Regions from separate parts of the Mus musculus genome. Here region 1 is linked to region 2. A link is a contact called in public HiChIP or PLAC-seq data. All regions are on one chromosome and are shown on one strand. Each heading gives the region's core, a stretch centred on a gene start, on an enhancer-like site or on the middle of the called end of the contact. The rest is flanking DNA. Distances are from core to core; before and after follow the strand shown. Region 1 has its middle 36 kb from the start of Gm19276. Region 2 overlaps Rai14 (retinoic acid induced 14).

Region 1 (3,431 bases), core at 349-2,848, 220 kb after region 2:
GGTACAGAGGAGAAAACAAAGGATACGAAAGCAAGAACAGGAACCGGCCTTTTGCTTGTCTGGCTAGCTGGTCGACCTCTTCTCTAGTCTTCCCCACCCCTACCCTGCTTTTCAGACTCCTCTCTGGGCTTTCCAGGTCCTGGAACAACTGTACTCTACCCAGAAGGTCATAACGTGCCTCTTACACTTATGTTCATGAATGTTTTCCAAACACCCGCTCTTGGTACTAGATCACAAAGCTGTAAACTGTGTTCAAGTGAGGATGGCTTCATATCTACTCTGCTATCTGCCACTCTTCTGTGCATTTTCTCTGGACCTGCAGTATTTGATGACAATTCATGGTGCCAACAACTTTTTTCAGTTGCCAATTGTTTCACAGACTCCATGTTTCAATCCTGAAAGAAAGGATTTAATATAATTCTATTAAATTCCTTAGAAGTTAGCTCAACAATGGGACGTAGTGGACACTCAATTACTAATCCACGTTTGAATCAGGTTAGATGGAGTTACACGGATTTTGATATATCGTCAAATACAACCTTTTTTTAAATGCACAACATAAACTGAAGTAATTTTCATCCTAAATATTGTATTTTATGAGTTCCTGCCTTGTCTTTGCTCAGAGACAAGCCATGGATGGACAGACAGACAGACACACACACACACACACACACACACACACAGAGCAGAGAGAGAGAGAGAGAGAGAGAGGAATATGTGATATGACAATATGATTTTTGTTGTTGCGTGTGACTTTGGAAACCAGGAATGTTCAGTGAATACACATTCCAGAATTCCAGGCCTACACATTTTGGCTGGGTTTCAGAGCACTGACTCTATTAATGCATACTTCAAACACACGCCACTTTATGATCTTCATACAGTTTATGGGCTTTTTGTTTCTTGCTGCACTGGGCAATCTCTCTCTGTTGCCTCAGTTCCTACGTGTGATCACATGACTCTCAACAGGTCTAGTACTTCCTAAGCTTTGAGCCCTGGCTCCTGAAAGACCCTCCTGTCCTCTGGGAGGCAAGGTGGAAAGGCAAGGGAGGGCACAGCTGCATGGAAGGCTTAGTGTTTTCAAAGAGAGCAAGGAGAACTGTAGCATATTAACATCTCCATTCAAGAGCACCTGGGAGAGAACATTGGGTTTGGGTTTCGGTCTCAGCTGTGCGGGCTCACTTCTAGTCTACTCGAAGATTCAGAGGCTTTAGTGTCTGACCACAAAACTGGAACTCTGCTGATGACTTCATACTGAAATCATTCAAAACCTATGAGCTCATAAGCTGGGACATGAAACCAGAGGAGGCAGAAATGGCTTCAAGAGCATTGCAGGCAATCCATGCAGGATCATTCCAACCCGGGGAGAAGAAAGGAGACAAATCCAGCCTCCTGGAGCTTGGGAACTTTCTTGCAGGAACTTGTAGCTGAGTGAAACTGCTAGGTTTCATCCAAGGCCTTGGAAGACTCTCAGAGACTGTAGAATAATTCAAAAGCCAAAGGCATGTATTCTGTTTGCATTCTGTCATCCCTGAAGCCCAGTTAGTACCAAGCTATCAAAGCCAGCCCATCTCAGTTATCCTTTTTGTCCTCTCCACAGGCTCAACACAGTCACCCAAAGGCACATTCCAAAGCCTACACCATGGTATTAACCCACTCTGATCTGCTCTTCATTCCCAGAGTAGATTTTGGGGAGATGCTGAGCAGACTCAGGTTTCAGCCTGTGCTGTGTTTGTGATGGGATTGGCCCCTGGGCTTTGAGGACATCAAGGAGAGCCTCAGGGACAATGGTCGGTAACTCTGTCCATCCAAGCCGAGCAGACAGACAGACAGAAGCAGAGGTGTTGCTCCCATGGAAGGATCAGAACATGCCTTGGCAGGTTGCGCTGCTATAGCAAGGGGCAGAGATGGAGATGGCTTAGACAAGCAAGATTCCTTTCTCACAGTCCTGTAGTCAAGGAAGGGCAGGGTGTCAGTCCCTTCCTGCCTCGTAAACATCCTTACATCCTGACATGGGTGGAGAGGAGTTTCCTGTCTCATCTTGTAAGAGCACCAATCTTATCTCGAGGCTCCCAGTCACTTGACATCCTCACCTTCATCTAATTACCTTTCAAATGTTTCATCTCTAAGTATTGTCTCATTGTAAGTTACAGTTTCTATATATGGATTTTAATGGGGACACAACTCAGTCCATAGCCAAGAGGCTGAAACCAGGGACAGGACAGAAGCTGAGAAAAACATAGGGAGAAGTGAATTCAAACAAATTCAGTCAATTCAGTCAAACAAGACGGCTCTAGGACTCAGCCTGGGCTGCTTTCTCAATAATAGAACTGACGGAGTTCGCCTAGCTGCTTTCTGTATTAGGGATTTAGATTAGGGTTTATCTGCTTTTAGAAGCAGATTCAGACTCAAGTTTTCAGGCACACTCTCCTATGTCCCTGAAAGAACTAGAGAACTAGACCACCAAAGGAGCCACCTCTTCTACATTAGGACGGCTGCCCTCCAAACTCGGAAGCTGACCCAGGAGACCTCTGCCAAGGCCACGGACAGGAGGCTACTACACTGCCATTGTACCTGACCACTCCAGAACCTTCTGCACTGGAGCTACTAAGATGAATGAAGAGAGCATGCTCTGATAGGATATTGATGATATGATGTTGATGATACGATACTCATGATATGACATCCATGATAGGAGAATGGGACTTGTTTTCTCTTCACCCAGAACAACAAATGCATTCACAGGCAGCCTGCTCACAGCAAAACAGCAAACACAGCACAGGCAGAGAAACCTGGGTTTCCCCAGCTCTGCTCCTGTCAAGTGCAGAACGGGGAACACAACGGTAGACAAAGGCCTGCTTATTGTATAGTTCGAGAATGAAAAACCACAGCTCAAGCGATAACTGCTCAGCGATGTATGTTCTTCCCTTGACAATGTAGCCTCACAACAATGTGGATGTTTGAGTCGAGTTGAGATCCTTAGACTCTTCCAGTACCACCAGGGTGTGGCAGTGGAGGAAGCAATAGCCACACCATCACCAGTTTCCACTGCTCTCTCGTCTTGCTTACCTCTGGGATTTGTGTTCACAGGCTAGCTATTGTTATTGTTGTGTTTAAAGATTAATCAGTAAGACTTACTGTCCTGGGATATGTATGAAGATTTTTCTGAGGTCTCAAATTAGGTTTTTAAGGACAGGGATTCATGTCTCTAAGGACAGGGATAAGGTCTCTGAGGCTGCCGTGAGAACTGCTTCTGCTTGGAGCTGCTCGGTTGCCTTGTTCAGGCTAATAATGGCTGCCTGGGGAACTATGTTGAGGATGATAGGCCAAATTTTGTGTATCAAGTATTTGCCTCCTCTGGTCTAGCCTTACTTCCCAGAAGTAGGGAAGAAGGACTTGAGGCATTGGATCTGGATTCTACTTTTAACTGT
Region 2 (3,241 bases), core at 27-2,526:
TGTTTGCTTAGCACCTGGGTTTGACCCCAAGAGCTGCAAATAAATAAACTCATGCAACATGTAATTGCATTGAGATTAACCTAAGTCTAGAAATAGGAAAACCTACTCTACCTTTCAAAGAGGAAATTTGTTCCTTCTAATTCAATGGTCTCAACTACTCATTTATTTACATTCATACTGACATGAAGAGATGAAATCTAAGGTTAGCAATTATGTTTAGTCCTGGGAATAGAAAGATGGGATAAAATAATCTTGTCTTTCAGGGAGCCCCCAGGATTTGAGGGCAGAAACACACCCAGAAACTGTCAAGTTTCTATGAACACACAGAGAGAATATTACTTCCCACCTAAAAAACCTAAAAAATGGTAAGCTAGGAACTTCACTACTTTAGGATATAATATGAACAATAATTCTATGAGGCCAGTAATATTCGCAGCTCATTTTAGCCATAAGGAAACTAGGGCACAGAAGGATTCCTGGACTTGGATAACGCCACCCCATTCACAGTACAGGTGATTTTCTTAAGAGAAGAAAGTGATAGCTCAACAGAAAGGAAAAGAGAGAAAGGACTTTTACAATGAAAGGGGATGACGCAGATGCAGAGACTAAGGCAGGGAGTCAGTCGGTGGGGGATGAAGAGCAAAGGGGAGCACGAGGATTTCTGACGAGATGGCCTGGGAGGAGGTGGACTCACGTAGGTGATAGATGTTTAAGAGGGGTGTGTTTGCCTCTGAGATACAGAGAGGGTCAGAGAGGCAGAGGTATGGGCTTGGGATACCTTGGGGAAGGAGAAGCCAAAGCAAGCAGAATCAGTGGTGAGTTACACACACACACACACACACACACACACACACACACACACACACGTTCCCAAGAGCTCATGGGGAAAGGAGAATAGAAAACCTTGTGAATTGAGGAAAGGAGGTTTTCAAGCAGCTCTGGAAGTCTGACTGGGAGCAGAAATTATGACAATATGAAGAACCCTATGGTAAGGCCAGATGATGATTTCCTGGAAGACCAAATAGCACAGAAGCAATGGGTCACTCATCCTGAGCAGAGGCTGACTGCGTCCACTGTGGCACCCACGCACCTCTCTGATCTGTTCCATGCTTGTGCTCAATCCCTGGGCCAAGCACTGTGCTTAGCTGGGTTCAAATCCTGCCCCTAAATTCATTTGTGCATTGCAATTTCCCAAAGTGTAAAACACAGTTGCTAACAACACACTTGACATATTGATGGATGGATTCCATAATGCCACTGGATAGACCTATTTAGCGACTGTGCAATGAATCACCCTACTAAAATAGAACTAACTATGTTTGGATTCTAGACAACATTCCAAGGCTTTAGGTCACTATTCCAATTTTCTATACATTCTGCAGCAGGGGCTAGAAGCCTTAGAATTCATTAAGTAATTAAGTAGTCAAAATACTATGTATGTTCATATGTATATATGTATGCATGTGTGTGTGTATATGTGTGTGTTTGTGTGTGTATGCCCAATAGTGAGTGATCTCAGATATTATCTGCTTATTATTCTAGTAGTGCTGGGATCTGAACCTGGGACTTTTACGTACTAGGCAAGCAATCTCATACCCATCTGTGTCCCCACATCCTGAGGTTAACTTTAAGTAGTCTGGATATTTTAATAGATGTGAGACGAAAGATACTACTGACTTACTTATAACCAAACACTTATAGTTCTTAAGAAAGGGCATATCTGCTGTAGCCTTTCTATACTCCAGTAATAGCAGCCCAGAATAAACTCCAATATCCATCCACAGGAGGAAAAAAAAAATCTAGTTCCAAGAAATTACCTGTGCCTGACGCTAAGGCAGAGGTCAATGCTGATTAGCAGCACAGGTAACAGGTAAGAGGGCCACTATCCGTCCATCTGATCTGTCCCTGGCCTCAGAAGAGCCTCTGTATAGATGGCCCTCTGACATCACTATCACCCCAGGCCCCAGAGAGGACACAGGGCCTCCCAGGCAGGCCCACGAAAGCCCAGCTCTCCAATAGCACAGTTCTGAGAGCAACAGAGAAAGTGAAGCTGGAGATGCTGGCAGAGGTGGAGAACTCAGGAAAACCTATGGAAGTTCTTAGGTGCGAAGCTGGACCCCTCCAAAGCCCCACATAGATCCTTGCCGTACGTTTTATGATTCTCGCTGATAAGTGGCCACAAACAATAACCGCCTACAGGGAGAAAGGTCTAAACAAACAAAGCCAGAGCTTTACTGTAGGTCCTGGGCCATGGATTTTGACCATTCTCTAATATAAGTGTGGGGCATCCAACACTTGACGGCTTGTTTTAAAACCAGTGGGTTTACTGGACCATTAAAAGCAATGGAATAACTTAAAATAATAACACTTTTGGAATTTGGAACTCTATGTTCTAGGACATAGAACTTACTATCTCTTACTATAAAAATGACTTCTACGGAAAGCCATTATGTGTTCAGCTAGTTGTGTCCCTTAAGAACGGGCATTGTGGCTTTTCCATCTTATCTCAGGTATCTTGAGCGAGGGGACAATGGCAGAGATGTGCAGATGCTTATATGGTGGATGAGTGAAAAACTCAGCAGTCCGCTGATCTCCTAATAGAACACTGCTTCTAAAAATATTGAAAGAAATCCATCCTCAAGTGTGTCCTAAGATAGTCTCCCCTCCTGCCCACTGCAACTATTTGAATGTTATTATATTGATATGTTCATCCTGACAGCTCCCTCATACTATGCAGCAACTGGCTCCTCTGTCAACGTGAAACTAAACTCTTAACAGGGGAAAACCAGAGTTCCGATGTCATTCTGAAACATTCTGAAAAGCTGTCTAATGCTACAAGGTCAGGACCCTGAAGTCAGCCTCCCTGGGATCCATCTGCTGGCTCTGTCCTGTGACTTGGGCAAGTTCTGTTATGAGAATAAAAGACAATTAAGAGTAACCTCTCTTTGGGGGCTGTTGTGAGAACTAAACAGATCCAATGGGAAAGTGCTAGCTAATTTGGTCATTACTCATAGTCCCAAAGGAAATTCCATTGTTATTTTAAATAATAGCCCTTTTTCTCTAGGCTTAGTGGATACTAACGCTCACAATGAACACCCACAGACCCGGATTCAGATCTGCTGATGGGCATTAGCGGAGGAGAGATACTGCGAATGGCATGCAAGTTGAAAAGCTTATGCATGCTGCTTGCACAGAGAATCCATCCCTACTTCCTAAGCTGATGAAGTGGTGTGAACTTTGG

What was found. HiChIP or PLAC-seq counts read pairs in DNA pulled down with a chosen protein or histone mark.
Region 1: a contact with region 2 is called in an H3K27ac HiChIP or PLAC-seq map of embryonic fibroblasts, with 5 times the contacts expected there. The contact joins two enhancer-like sites. A contact is called at or near these places in 5 of 484 Hi-C or Micro-C datasets (Sertoli cells, bone marrow-derived macrophages, muscle stem cells and 2 more), 6 of 115 datasets of contacts at active chromatin or transcription factors (embryonic fibroblasts, embryonic stem cells and vascular smooth muscle cells) and 1 of 9 other capture datasets (embryonic stem cells).

The regions. Positions count from the first base shown.
Region 1 is chr15:10,863,328-10,866,758 of GRCm38.p6, forward strand. No RefSeq gene overlaps it. Among named protein-coding and RNA genes, the nearest start is that of Gm19276, 36 kb to the left of the region's middle. Within about 2 kb of position 1,599, at least 31 of the 459 cell types and tissues checked have an H3K27ac peak or open chromatin away from gene starts, as enhancers often do. A contact at or near this core is called in embryonic fibroblasts, where this site is marked.
Region 2 is chr15:10,639,660-10,642,900 of GRCm38.p6, forward strand. The region is part of intron 2 of Rai14 (retinoic acid induced 14); the gene reads right to left. Among named protein-coding and RNA genes, the nearest start is that of Gm10389, 41 kb to the left of the region's middle. Within about 2 kb of position 1,277, at least 5 of the 459 cell types and tissues checked have an H3K27ac peak or open chromatin away from gene starts, as enhancers often do. A contact at or near this core is called in embryonic fibroblasts, where this site is marked.